2 separate regions of the Rattus norvegicus genome follow, and region 2 is linked to region 1. The links are chromatin contacts, called in public Hi-C maps. All regions are on one chromosome and are shown on one strand. The core of a region is the stretch at or near the end of the contact, and the rest is flanking DNA. Distances in the headings are between cores, read along the strand shown.

Region 1 (7,897 bases), core at 4,464-6,963:
AAAAATGCATGCATGTTTAAGGCATTCCTCACCATAGTCCCAGGGGACAGCATCAGCAGTCATCTTTGAGAAACTGTATGTTGCTATTCTCCACATACACATACAGTCACTAATGTACTCGGGCCTGACTGTCTTTCTAATGTTTTCTCCCAGCAAACATCTGCTGCAGCTCTTTAAAAGGCAATGCCATATTGTGCTGCACCATTCCTTTTAAACTGGAATTCTCCCACCGTAGTCTACAGTTTCCCTGTAATCTCTGATGCTGTTGGTTACTTAAGAGTATTTCTAGGTTACTAAACACATAGCACAGCGTAAATTTTATTACTGCTTTTCAATCCTTTTTAGAGATATTTTCCTCCTGATTTACTTAACACAATATATTCCATTAACAAATTCCTAATACTGAAATTTAATTATAGTTACGTAAAATAATGAATCCTAATGGCTCTAAATACTTGCAATTCCGTAATTAATTCCATTTCCCTGGTACTGCTTTGAATGCATACATAGCAAGCATTTAAAGAACAATTCGCTCTATTCTCGGATGGATACGTTTACTTTCTGAATTTCAGCCACAGGATCTTAGATGGAGGGAAGTCAAAGGAAAACTCACTGGCGTGTTTATGATCATCAATAGAAACTGCTCTAACTAGATGTTATGTGCTACCTCAACCCAGTTCCCTCCATGAATTTCAAACGATAGGCTTGCCAATTAATTGAGGTAATGAGTGAGTTCTGAGTTATACAACTGAAGACATATCTAACTTTTCCTACACTTCTATGTTCAGTCCTAGGGCAGACACTGAAGTTGTAAGACACCAGGATTTCTAAAGCTCGTGCAGGTGCAGGACTTTAAACATTGCTGCTGAGCCAAGTAAGAGTCCAGAGACACCGAGCCTATAGGCAAGGCTTAATGGTGGTGATGATGCCCTGCAGGAATGTGGTCAATGGCATTGGGCTCACAGGCTGGGTCTAGATCCTCCCTCCTGTTACTGAAATCCCTCCATGGAGACTAAGCGTTTACACATGAAAGACAAACATGACAGAACCTGAGAAGACGAGTTCTCAGGTTAGAGAGGGTCTTGATCAATATCCCTGCAAACTGTAATTTACATTATACATGTCCTAAAAGGGGCCATGCAATGCACGAGTGAAGTAATGATGTCCCTGAACAAACTGTAAAACAATAAAAGGGAGGAAATATGGAAAGACTAGGCTGGGACACCCATATTGAAACAATTCTTCATAACAGAAAGAAAAGAGGCAACGTAAAAGGAGTACGATACAAATGAGCTTGGGATTATACCACTGTGCCCTCTTCCAACAGCTGTGGTCTAGACATTCCCACATGGCCGCTCTGATCTGTCCATACAGACCAGTTCCCATGGGTTCTCCCGGCCGTGCATCTGACATCATGCACTAGCATGTCAAAAGCAATGATGTCGCAGGCTGTCTCCCTTTCTTTCTTATTATTTTGCCATTGCTTGTTTTATAGCATGTATCAATTCCATAAACACGTGCTTTAATAAGAGAAGCCTACAGATATGACTCTGGTGTTAAACCTCAGCGTTAGGGCCACCGGAGTAACTCGAGGTGGTGACAGACTGCACATACACACATGTCAAGGAGTATGAACACAGACTCAGCACAGGGCAGCTTACGTGAAACCGGGCTATCAGTTCTCTGTCCAGAGGCTTTGTGACTGACAGTTGTCCAGAGATGGGGTTGATGATGAAGATGCCCGTTGGAGGCTGGTCAGCTCCTGGCCCAGTGACACTGTATCTCAGAGATAGGTTCTTATCTCTATCAGACCTGATCTGAGGATGAGGAAAACAATTACATAAGGAGAAAACATGGGCAGAGTTGTTTGGGGGGCATACCGCACTTCCATACCTCGCTTCTCCACTGATGTCTCCTACCTTTCTTCCTCCTCTTCCTATGTGTGTGTGTGTGTGTGTGTGTGTGTGTGTTGTGTGTGTGTGTGTGTGTGTGTGTCATGTCTGTGTGTGCATGCATGCATGTGGGTGGCTTCTGCAATTGCTTTCCACCTTATATTTTTGAGACAGGGTCTCTGGGTGCAGCTGGAGTTCCCTGATTCACATGGCCGGGACTAAACAGCACGCACCTGGGTTTCTTGTTTCTGAGTCCCCAGCACTGAGGTCTCTGATGGGAATCTGAACACAGGTCTGTATGCTGTGTGGAAAGCACGCTATGATTGAGCCATCTCCCAAGCCCATCCCATGACTCTTGATGATGGACTTAAAAAGAGACACTACCTATCCCCAGAAAGACTTGGGGTAACCTTTTCAGCTAAAGGAACACCAGCTATGCAACATGCAAAATGTCAAAATTTAGCATTGTCTACATAGATAAAATTGCCACGGAAAAATATTTACAACAACGTAATAAGTGTTTAATTTAATACGAAACATGGTGTCTTCACACATCAGAAATGCTAAGAAGTAATAATTATGTAGCAACAGCTTGAAATAGTCTTACGTGGGACTCTGTGGTTGGGAACAGGCCCGTACATTAGACTTCTTTGCTTTCATTGTACTGGTTCTGTGCAACCAAAGCCTCCTACATGGTTTTCAGGTGGTAACGAAGGCTACAGTTCCCTTTTCTAATAAAGCATCAAAGAGAGGTTCTTTGGGCATATTTTATACTCCAAACAAAGGGAAAGCAAGTCAGAGTAGAGCAGTTTACAGAGATGGAAAATGGAAGAACGGCAGAGACAGAGAAAGGGCAGGCTGGGCAGTAATAAATACAGCTCTTTATGCACTACGTAAATGTAATTAATCCATCCATTTGATCTAGAGATATTTCTTAACATAGGGCAAAATTCTGTTTTTCAGTCCTGTTTCCTGAGGGTTGATAGAAGGCACCTCTATCTGGTGTTACGGGCATTGTTAAATCGAATTACAATGCACATTAGAATAGAATATACAGCACAAATAAGTGACTTACTTAAAAGGCTCAAAAATATGTGTTGGAGTACTAAAATAGTCATAGAAACATTTACATTTTAATAAGTGAGAATATGATGATTCCATAACATTGTACTTTTAAATAAATGCTACCCTGTAGAGTTTGCTTATTTTTTTCCCATGTCAGATGGTCGGATGGTAGGCAGTGTAAGTAACTGCAAAACTCTCTCTCCTCAGATTGGAAAGGCTCCAGTTTTGCACTGCCCCAGGGACTCTGTTAATGGTATCAGAGGTCACTTTTCCTCTTATAAAAAGACTCCCAAGTGCACTTGGTGCTGGCAGGTTTAGCAATGATTGCCCTTTATTCTTTTCCTTCTGTCCCAAACTATCTTTAGAGGGCAGAGATCATCATGGAAAGTCCTGGTTCTGACTACCATTTGAATAGTGAGAGAAGGAAGGGGAGGGATGGGATGGTGTCATAGCTCATGAATTCACAAAAGGCCTATCATCGAGTGCCCCGGACCTAGGAGAGCTACGCAGATAAATAATCCAAGAGATGACAAAGAAAGGCTTCTTACTACATAGGAGAAATTCCACTCACACAAATTCAACTGTACAGCACATGCCATAAACTCTACTCAAAAACAAACAAAAAAAATAGAAGAAACAGTTTCTAACGTTGCCTTGCCATGAAAATAATTACAACGACAGCCTCTTACTCTGACAAGCTCTTGCGGAAAGGGTCCTCTGGAGTTTTCTGGCAAGTTGATCGGAGGGATGACCCAGTCTCTCTTCTGCCTTTGTAGAGCTCCGCTGTGCTTGGCGAGTTGTCTAGGGAATACTATTTCTTCAATTTCATGTGGTTCCTTTGCATTAAAGAACAAGAAAACTTTCCTAAGGACTAGGAAGAGCACCTTCTAAGATCACATCAATATTAATGGCTACCCGTGTGTGTAGGAACCACAGTGTATTATGAACAAAAAGAATAACTCGGGAGGCCCTTTCCCTGTCCCCTAGTTCAATAACAGAAAAGTGCCATGAAGTATTTGGGTTGCACTATTCACTGGAAATTGAATTAGAAACAATTTATTATATAGTCCAGTTGAGTAAACTACTTGCAGTTTCTATAAACCATCCTAGAGAGTAGTTAATATTAAACCAAGTTTAATAGCACCCTTTTATATATTTCTCATTAGTTTAGACCACAGTTCAGGTAATGTGCCTACTGTACATTAAATTCAGATCTTGATGTGCTGAGATATAATTTGAATTCCAAGAGAAGTTTAATACGTACCGCTAAAGAATGTCTCAAATATTTATGACCCTATTAAATCCCACAGAATTAATGCTGTAATTATTCTAAACCTATGTCAGCTGTGATGGATGCTGTAAATGACCCACTTTGCACAGTAGGCATTAATCTCTGCTATGTGTCAACATTTTCTTCTGTTTCTCTCGATGTCTGTGGACACTTTAGCCATTAGGCCGTGCTGTCTCTGTGCAAACATCCTGGACAGTGGCTGGAACACGGAGAACCAACAACAACAGACAAGTCTTTTCACCCCATTAGGTACTAGCCTCTCACTTTGTATATCACTCAAGTGGCTTGAGGCCTTTCAGCAGTTAATGGCTTAATACATTGTATTTTACATGATGTGAAACACTGGTGTAAGAGAAAAACAAGGCATGTTTTTAGTATATTCAATCTTATTTGAATACATGAATGCACATGACCTTTATAATTAAATATCGTCATGGCCTGTGCTGTTATCTATAACTGTAGTATTCAAAACATAATGGTTAGAGTTCAGAGTCATGGCCTTCAAAGTGTATATAGGTGTGTCCCTGAATCTTAGGTTTGAATAAACTTGAAGAACCTGGTATTGATAAACAACATGGGATTTGTAAAGTCATGGCTCTATTTCATTTAAAATTCTTATGTAGGGATTTTCACAGAATAAATGCTCAATAAACATTTGCTGAGCTGAATAGGTCTCTGTTGGAAACACACTTCATTTATTTCACCCTGGCTCACAACAGCTTTCCTGAGAGGGAGCATATCACTCGTCAACATCAGTGGCAGGATGAATATTTCATGCTACCCAATTTGCTCTTGAAAAAAAAAAAAGGACAAAAGTCAACCCTTGTCTTTGCCAGAAACACTTTACTGTCCCCGCTGTAGACCTGCACCTCCCACCTAATAAATTTGACTGATGACATCTTCCCAAGATGTGTTTATTTTGTGGTTACACTTAACAGCTTGTAAAACATCTCAGAAATGTAACAAAAACTACTTCTAATTTGAATTAAATTATAAATCACAAAATATAAACAAAGCTCTCCAAGGCAACTCTGGTTGCTTGAGATATACTTAGCCTATTACGCTAGAAATACAACCAAGTCCTGCTAAGGAAAATGAAGTTGGTAACAATGGAAACACTGGCCCTCCACTTGCATGGCAATAATTAAACCCGTATTTGGTTAGAATCTTAAATCTAGTGGTTAAACATAAGCTGGATCTGGGTACCTTCATCGGCTCCTCAGTCAGGCTGGGCTCCAGGCTCAGGTTAACAGCTACCTGCCACTTTTCCTGGGTTTCTTTGTCTTGGGCATATATCAGGAACTTTGCCTGCTCTGCAGAGAGAGGGAAGCTTCTCACAGCGTACACTGTGCCGTCCTCATCCACCTTGAAATCTGCTGGTTCACTGCTTTCATACTGAACTTTCCTTTTTCTATTGCAGTTGCTGAATTTCACTGGAAAAGAGCACACGTGCACGGTTACTCCACCCTGGTGGGCATAGTTCACGCTGTAATATGTACTGAGCTTGGTTAAATTATTAAACACAGTGGTGTGAAGTCACAGAAACTGTTTTCACACTGTGTGTGTGTGTGTGTGTGTGTGTGTGTGTGTGTGTGTGTGCACAAGTTCCTGTGCATGTGTGCCACTGGCCCTACTCCCCACAGATGTGAAGACTGGAGTTAAAGCTCACGTGCCTTTCTCCAGGAGCCAGCCAGCCCTAGGGATCTGCCTGCCTCTGCCGCCTTGGGACTAATAGGAGAAGCATACATTATAATTCCTGGGATTCCTACATGGGAGATCACACTTGGGTCCTTCCGCTTTCATGGGAAGCACTTCACTAGCTGAGCCATCTCTGAGACATCAGGATGTTAATCTTCATTCTGTAATCCAACATGAGTTCTCTCTAACTTGAGGTTATGCCTATGAAGAAGACTATACCAACCGCAACCAACAGCAGGGTGGTTGAAGAAAAGAGTTTCACTTACACTGAAGTACTGAATGGGTACAGGCTTTTTCACTTGCTGTCTTTCATAAACACTGGAGTGCAACTATGGCCACAGCACACACATTTTGCTAAGGATTTCAAAATCTAGAGATAGAGTGTGCAGGAGGGTATGCATAGGCTTTGTACGAGGAAAATAGTAGGATGCTTATATGGCAGAGACTTGAGCATCCTTGGACTTGAGTGTCCTGGACCAAATTCCTCTCAGAGAAGAAGAAAGGACTGAACTAAGGTTAAGTTGTGGCCCTACATCTCCTTGTTTAAGTCTTGCCTTCTGTCATCATCTCTTGGATGGGCTACCAGGTGCTCCTGATCTCCACTTTGCCCCGTGCTCAGGTATTGCTTCCTGTCCCTTCTAAGCTCCCATCATCCCTCATGCTGCACTGTTGCTGGTCGGTCTTATACACCAACCGGAGTCCTATCACTAGTTTCACTGCCTGAGCCTTGCACTCCACTAGAGAGGCATGCAAGCCTGGGTTTCTCAGTTATCTGTTACCCTGTATTCTTCCTGCCACAGAATCTTAGATAAACACTTGAAGGAAGGAAATTCCAGGCATCTTCATCAACACCCACAATGTTTCCTAGAACCCTGGAAACTCAGAGTAAAAAGCATCAGAGTGAAAAGAAAAAAGAAACAAAACCTGATCATTTCTGTTCCTCGGGGTGCTTATGAACTTTGGTGTTCTTAATGTAAATTCTCACCAAATGAAATAAACATGCATCTTAAAAGATTTAAATGAAAAATAAATCATAAGGAGGAGGACCTTAACAATCTCAGTGGGTTACTCATACCGCTAATAATTGCGTTGACTTGAAAATGGGTGGGGGGAGAAAGTCACCGTTGCGTAGCGCAATGCTAATCAGCCTGTATCTTAGATACTGAAAATTAGATTCCACATTTACAACGAGAACCGGGTGTGCTCTAGACAACCTCTAGGAAGATCATTTCCTTTGCAGTCCACCTTCTATCATTCTGAAGAAATATTGCGTGGGGATGGCAAGGGAAGTCATCAGACATAAAGTGGTTTTCGCTTCCCAGAGAATTACTGCTGCAGTCTGGTCATGACTAAATGTGATACAATGGCAAGGGCTAGGTACGTCCATAGTGCAAAGTGCACTCACAGGTGAGGAAAGACTTCTCTTCCTTACTCAGATTGGGGTTTCAGAGACAGGGTCTCCTACAGTTCAAGCTACCTGCAACTGAATTGCGTAGCCGACAGTGACCCTGAACTCTTGATTTTCGGGTCCTACGTCTGGAGCACTGGAACCCAGTTTGATTAGTCCTCTGTCTCAACACCAACTGAAGATGCTCCTTCCAGTTCCGCTCACATCAAATCAGCACGACAAGCAAGGGCTACAGCCAAGGTCCACGCTCACTCATTTCCCTTCCTAGATGCACTAAAATGCTTTAACTACTGAATATATATTTTTTCAAGTACTGCATATGTATCATCCTTCAAATTTCATTCATTAAAAGTAAAAATAATAGTTGTATCTTCAACCAAATCAGGTTAAAATATAACGTCGATCTTTGGACTATAAATATTCCCAAGTAAACTTAGGTACCACAATCTTATTTGACTGAAGTGTTTTCTGGAGAATGATGGCATTTTCTTCTTTTCTTCTTTGTAAGTTAAAAATAACAAATGGAAAACTAAAATTGTTTTT
Region 2 (7,054 bases), core at 3,736-6,235, 160 kb after region 1:
TTAATAAAGTCATTCTAGTATTGACTGTTATGTGCACACACCCCTTCCTTCACAATACTGTACGTGTATTTCTTCTTATGAGCAAGTGATGGCCCCATTCTCAGACAGCTATTCCCTGCTTGGAATATTGCCTGTCTAAAGGCTGGGTTTTCCTCCCTTGGTTTATTGAACTCCAAGGATACAACAGGCTTGCCAGTGACCCAGAGAAACAACCATGCAGTTCTTAGTTTAGTTGAAATGAAGAAGATTACAAAATTTGTATGAATGAAGACTGAGTTTGTACACCAAATCTATGTAACCCTTAACTTCTGACTAATGGCCTAAAGCTCATTTATTACAAGAGGATGTCGAAAATATACGTGTGCCTAGCATCGCTAACAGACTGAATCAGTGATGACTCTCATAGAACCAGTCTTCAGAGGATGTAGATATCCGCATGATTCATTTGCAGACACAAGTTCAAAGCACAATCACAACAAACCTTGCTTTGTGTTTTCTCAGACAGGAGACACTAAATGTACAGATGCACTGTGTTTCTGCAAAAGGTTCTCACTTTGAAAACAAATGTCAGACAGTAGTAGTCCAGTCTGTAGCTTCCTGTCCTCCTTACATCCTCTGAGGCGGACGTGCCTTTAGGTCAGGGCTCAAAGCAGCCCAACAGAGTCCTTCCCAAATGTTGTATGGAGTCTTTTCCTCTCCTCCCAGGCTCTGAGGAGCCTCCTCCCTTACCAAGTATCCTCAGATTATATGTTTCTCCACAGGTAACTTCAGTCTGCATTTCTTGGGCAGTATCCCATTCATGGAGCTACTGAAACTTTAGACCTTTAGTTTTGCAACCCTCATTTTGTAGATGGGTGCATCCCCAGTGTAGGAGACTGCTTCATCCCAGTGGTGAATGGAGAATGGCAGCCATATTATTTAACTACCACTTTTAACCTGCTCTGCCTCTTTCCGAGGAGCCCCTATAGAAAGGTCAACTAGATGAGACAATTATTCTGTTTTTCAAAACGTGTATGAGCTTTGGAATAGAGCTCTGCATCTCATTCCTGGCTCCCATCTCAGCTTTCTAGCTTGGTCACCTTGCCTTATTTAGTGTGCATCTCGAATTTGAAGACTCACCTCTTCAATACATACCAGTGGCTCAGAGGAGTAGTGATCTGTCCTGATACCAGAGCAGAAACATGACCTTTAAAAGTATCAAGCATTCTTGTTAAAATATATTTCATTATTTGAAAGTGAAACTCGGTTATCCACATTGAAGCTATAAGGACGTAACTTAAAGTAGGCATAGTCAAGTGAGTTGTGAAAATGTGATGAGCAGTTCAGCAGAGCACAGTAACTTACAAGCAACCCCTGGATTTTAGTGAACTTGACCAAAAACGAATCTCATTCTGGAAAGTAAAGGGCACAACACACATAAAGACAGTATTTTAATTCAAGTACACCTCAAGTTGAGTATGTTTCCTAACAGCTCAATGGCTCTTTTATTTCATATTTCTAACATGAGAGAAATTCCAGGATTGCTTTAGATATGTATGAAGACAGAAGATCACAACTGGGCTTCAGCACTTAATATACATATATAAAATATGATGAAAGCCAAGGAGGATCCCAAGGACAGTTACTCAGGAATCTCGGGATACTCAGGATACTCTTCCCCTGTCCCCAGTTCTCTCTACACTGCTTTTCTACTTTTCCTTTTTAGGGTTTACGAAGAAAGCTAAGGTTGGAGAGATGGCTCAGTTGGTAAGGCATGTGCCTCAAAACCAGAGGGACTAAAGTAAAATCCCTAGATTCTATCTCAGCTGCTAGGAACCTGCATATACAGGAATATCACATTAGCTGCGGAGAGACGGGAGACTGAAACAGGAATGCGCTGGCCAAGCACTAGTCTGTCTGTCAGAGCCACCCCTGTCTTCCTGGCTTCATCTGTGCCCACTTGCAGAAGTCACCACAGCTGGGCTTACTATTAACTTTCCTCCACTAAAGGAGGAGCAGGGCGAATCAGAGAATCCTCACTCAGATATCCAGTTACATCCCCCAACAGCACTTCCCTACGTGTCTCAGGGAAGGGCTACAAGCGGAGAAGCAGAAGGACAGGGGACCCTATTAACATGACCATCTATGTGGACACCTGTGCAGCCACGGAGGACTCCTCATCCACACAAGGGTGTAGACTTTCCATGTGGCTGCTTTAAAGCTCTTGATCATAGTAGCCCATACCCGCTGTCAGTAGGCCTAATAAACTCACTGGTTCTCCAGGATGAACCTTGTCATTGGTACCTTAGGAGGAAGGGGAGACATTGTTTATGTCCTCCAAGGAAGGAATTTTAGCAACACCCTGTCTCAAACAAAAAGTGGAAAAATGAGATTGACCCAACCTCTACAGGCACTGTGCGGTACCAGTAACATGTATACCCCCCACATAGTTTGTCCTAGCTTTATTGAACAACAAAATCTGTAATATAAGAAGCAAGGCTGAGTAAATATAGACTAAGAGAACATTGAAACCTTGGTGACTATATAAACATGTAGGAACACAAGTCTGGCCATATCAAAATATTCTTCCGAATCAACATATTCACTGTCTATGTATTTTTAATTTACAGTTTGAAAAAATAATTCATGTTAAAATTGTTACCTGAATTGGTAACAGGACTAGTAGTAACACTTGGTTTGCTTAGGCTGTTTCTTTTCTGAAACGTGTGTGTGTGTGTGTGTGTGTGTGTGTGTGTGTGTTCGTTTATTTATTTATTTATTTATGTATTTATTATTTCCAGGACCAATTCTTGTCCATGTACCCTAAAGAGCAAATTGCAAACATAGCCCATAGATTCTACATTTAAGATAATAGGATTCCTGTGGTGTCCAAAAGACTACCTCTGTACCTCAAGCATGGGTATTTATTTATGGGGTCATGCCAGCACTCAGATTACTTAACAGCCAGAAGGCCCATTTCTCATGATTGATAGAACAGGAGAAATAGAAGAAATCATTCTGAACTCGTGGTAAGGATTAGTTGTGCCAAACTTTTGCTCTTGTGTCCTTTTAAAGTCAAAGGTCTGCCTTCAGGAAAGTTCTGAAATACAACTGTCATTGTGCAGAGGGTAGTAAAACATATTTAGTGCCTGGGCATCAGTGTGCCCTTTCTTCCTATGAAGATTGACATAGTTGGTTAGAGAATTGATGTGGGCTCTGGAGGCCAGCACAGTCTTCCCAGTGCTATGGCTGGCAAAATAATTGTAAGTATTCCATTTAATTTCTATGCATTTTCTTATCTACCCAATGAAAACAATGCTACCTTCCCTCAGGAATACTGGGAGCAGTAAGAAAATGTCACTGAAACCCCATTTATTTCTTTAGAGGGAAGGGCTAGATAAGGCTGTGGTATTCTTTGAGGTTGAGGATTTAACTGTAAGAGGAGTAATTCTCTCTCATCTAAATTTAAGTCACACAAAATGATGGGTTATCATCAAGTCAAAGAGTGCTTGCTAAATCATTTTCTTATCCACAAATGTTTTAAAATAACATATTTGCCTTTCCAACTATAAAAAGCAGCATTCAATAATAGTAGAGAAAGTCCACTTAATTGTACTGTAGTAATCCTCACATTATGTTTCTTCTTCCTTATTTGCAGTACAACCTGGGGAGGGGATGATGATGTTTTTGTTGTTGTTGTTGTTATTATTATTATTATTATTATTATTATTATTATAGCTGTGATAGAAATAAAAGAAGCTGGTGAAATGGTTCGTGCTTGCTTTATAAACAAGAGGACCTGAGATTGAGTGTCCAGCACCCAGGTAGAAGCCAGGCATGGTGACTCACACCTGTAGTGTTCCCAGCACTAGGGAACAAGAAACAGGCTGTTCTTGGCAGGAGGATGAGTTGCTGGCTAAGCAGTCTAGTCCAAATCAGGGAGTTTCAGGTTAAGTTGAAGCAACCAGTCTCAAAGAATTAGATCGGTGGAGATATTGGAAAAGGGCAGTTGGGACATGAAAGAGACCAATGTGTGGGAGGAGTGCAGATGCAACAGGACTCGGGGTAGAGAAAGAACATAAGAGAACCAGAAAATACACTAGGTAAAAAGTCAGAATGATATTTAACTTGCTGTATGCTGGTTTAAAAAAAAGGTAAAGAAGTGACTGAAGAAGATATCCAGTGTCTTTCTCTGTTCTCCATCTACATGGTCTAGCAGAGTCTGCCTCCCTCCCTCCCTCCCTCCCTCCCTCCCTCCCTCCCTCCCTCCCTCCCTCCCTCCCTTCCTCCCTCCCTCCCTCTTCCCCTCTCTCTCTCTCTCTCTCTCTCTCTCTCTCTCTCTCTCTCTCTCTGACTTTGTCACTTTCTGGCTCTACCTCTCTCAACAATAGCTCCCACACCCCCAACACAGACTGTGGAATGTTTGCATGCAATCCATTCTTCATGTAGAAGCTCCAAGTGTTGAATCATTATCACAGAGAAGATCATCTTTCTCGGAGTTCTCTTATCTCTTTTTTCTTTACCCCACAAACATGTTTGCAAGAAATGGGAATATCCTCATTTTTAACTTGTTTTGACAGCTGATAATAAACATTTGCATTGAAAGTGAATGTACTAAAAGCAAATGAAACATAAATCTTCTTAGAGAAGCTTGAGAAGAGGCAAGGACTCAGCTTATAGGAGAGGCTTTTGGAGAGTCAGGTCATTCATGCCACTCATCAATGAACGGAAAGGAGGAGCAGAGTCAAGGACACAGGGTTACAACTGCCCAACAAGGACAAAAAGCCCTTGAGTGTGTTCTCCAAAGCAGAAGGGGCTCATGACACCCATGACCAAACCTCAGGATGCTGACAAACTTCTTATCTCTGAGAGTGCTCAGAAAATATTTGCCCCGTTTTCAGAGTGAGTCACAAAGGAAAATAGGACAGGGAATTTGGACGACAGCATGGGGCTGCCTTTCAGAGCTGATAAAAGGGCCATAGTACAGGGCTGCTGATACGTAATCTGGGATATTTTGGTCTGGTCTGTCCTTTCCCAGAATTTGCACAAGGCTTGATAAGAGCAAGTCCTGAACAGAAAGGAAGTTGCTCACCAGACGCCTGCTGCTAGGCATGCAGTATGCTCTTCTCTGATCCAGAACTATGAGTTTAGCAAGCTGTACATCTCCACTCCTGCTCCCAGCAGTCTACCCCCGACCTCTCCTAATTGCGTTTGCCCTATGGTTGTTTCCTCACTCAATGGACACAGGTATATGCATTGACGGAAGTAGATGCAAGTTGGCTTCTCAACATTTGTTTTTCTCTTTTGGGTTCCTTTTTCTTCTCTTTAAAAATTTCTAGATTATTGATGCTCAATTTTATTATCTCTCAACATCCCACCCCTTTTGCTTCCCTTTCCAAATATTTTTCTGGAGATTCCTTCCACTCAGTTTTTCAGGCTTTTTATTGGGGATATGTGAATAGTTCTTTATTCCCAAGACTCTTTCCTGGCTTACTCATGATTTCCTTAATAGACACTGCTTCTGCAATATTCATGTAGGAACTACTTGGATCTTTATAGAACTGAAAAGAGCTATGCTCTATTTTGTTTCTCTGCCTCCTACTTTACCCTAGTGTCCTCTGTGATGCTACCCTCATAGTATTTTATGTTCAAGGCCTTCTTGGGGCTGGGGAGATGACTCTGCAGTTTAGAGCACGGACTGCTCTCCAGAGGACCCATGCTCAATTCCCAGCACCCATAATTCATATCTATTTGTAACTTCAGTTCCATGGTATCTGATGCCCTCTTCTGGCCTATGTGGCTACCAGGCCTGCACATGATGAACAGACATACACACAAGTAAAAACTCATACACATAAAGTAAAAGCAAATAAATCTTTAAAATTAAAGACATGGTTGGTGAGGGATAGGCAGGATTCCATTTAGTGCCCCAGTTTTCTAAGCTAACATCTAAGCCTTGGTTTATTGGAGTCATGAGTCCAGAGCCTCAAGCTTTCTTGGGTTACCTTCTCCCAACCTTTTCTTGGCATCTCCAGTTCTCCCGAAGAAGCTCTCAGTCTGTACCTCCTGATCCAGGCTCTCTGTAGCTGGGGTTGGATCTGCACTACAAAGTACAGGGAGAGAGGTCCTCAGCTTAGGCTCAAGCTCTACTAACCTCCGTTAATGGCTTGGCTTTGCTCACCTCTGTCAAGGTGAATTATCCCACGACCAAAGAAACAGGCGCCCTGTGCAAAGTTCAGGAGGCTGCATGACCACTGACTGACAGTTCATGCTGCGTGAGGACTGTCACAAACCCTCATCCATGGATGAGGCACACATCATCCTCTTGGAACAGAATCATGATGGTTTTATAGTGCAGGTGTCTCCCTGGAATGCAGCCCTCTGCAAAAAAAAAAATGCGAATGAACGGCAACCCCATTTTTTACTAATAAAACAAAAAGTGTCACTGCCACAGATTCTCTTTTCTCGAAAATCATTGTTTCAGCCCCTACAAGTTTCATATTTTGAAAAAGAATTTTAAATATCTTTTCTTTGACATAACATAATAGATATGAAAACCATTTTCGAAATATTAGCTATGTTGAAGCAATTCAAGGAGGCACATTCACCTTAATGTATTCCACTTAAGTTTCTTCTAACTAAATCAGCCCCGAATCAACTACTTGTCTGCATAACATGAAGAAATTTATGTTTCTAGAAGATAGTAAGAAATGAAAACTCAGAATATTAGCAGTCTGCAACTGAAATCCATGGTATAAAGAAATGTGTAATAGCTTAGGTATTGGTTGTGATGATCTTCAGATGTCCGTTGTTATTTTATACTGCGTTTGTTGGCATGCCCTAGGACTCATTTTTGGTGGGAGCTATTACATGTCTTATTCAGGTGATCCTGTTTGCATTTGCCCAAGAGGAGACAATGGCAGGCCAAGAAGGGCATCCATCTGTCCAATGAGTTTATTGGGATTCCTTACAAGAGAGCCTTCAGCTAGAGCTACTTCATAAGATTTGGGGACCTGCATCTCAAAAACAGCCCCAGGTTACCTGGGGGATGGACCCCTCCCCCAAAGCAGCATCA

Evidence for each region. Hi-C and Micro-C count contacts between places; a contact is called where the count stands out from the background.
Region 2: a contact with region 1 is called in a Hi-C map of liver, with 5 times the contacts expected there. The contact joins two enhancer-like sites. A contact is called at or near these places in 4 of 12 Hi-C or Micro-C datasets (Schwann cells, kidney and liver) and 1 of 1 datasets of contacts at active chromatin or transcription factors (oligodendrocytes).

What each region holds. Positions count from the first base shown.
Region 1 is chr18:8,105,533-8,113,429 of GRCr8, forward strand. Cdh2 (cadherin 2) reads right to left here. Exons shown (of 16, transcript NM_031333.2): 3 at 5,455-5,681; 4 at 3,647-3,793; 5 at 1,662-1,817. Among named protein-coding and RNA genes, the nearest start is that of Cdh2, 160 kb to the right of the region's middle. Within about 2 kb of position 5,714, at least 2 of the 93 cell types and tissues checked have an H3K27ac peak or open chromatin away from gene starts, as enhancers often do. A contact at or near this core is called in liver, where this site is marked.
Region 2 is chr18:8,267,421-8,274,474 of GRCr8, forward strand. No RefSeq gene overlaps it. Among named protein-coding and RNA genes, the nearest start is that of Cdh2, 5.7 kb to the left of the region's middle. Within about 2 kb of position 4,986, at least 12 of the 93 cell types and tissues checked have an H3K27ac peak or open chromatin away from gene starts, as enhancers often do. A contact at or near this core is called in liver, where this site is marked.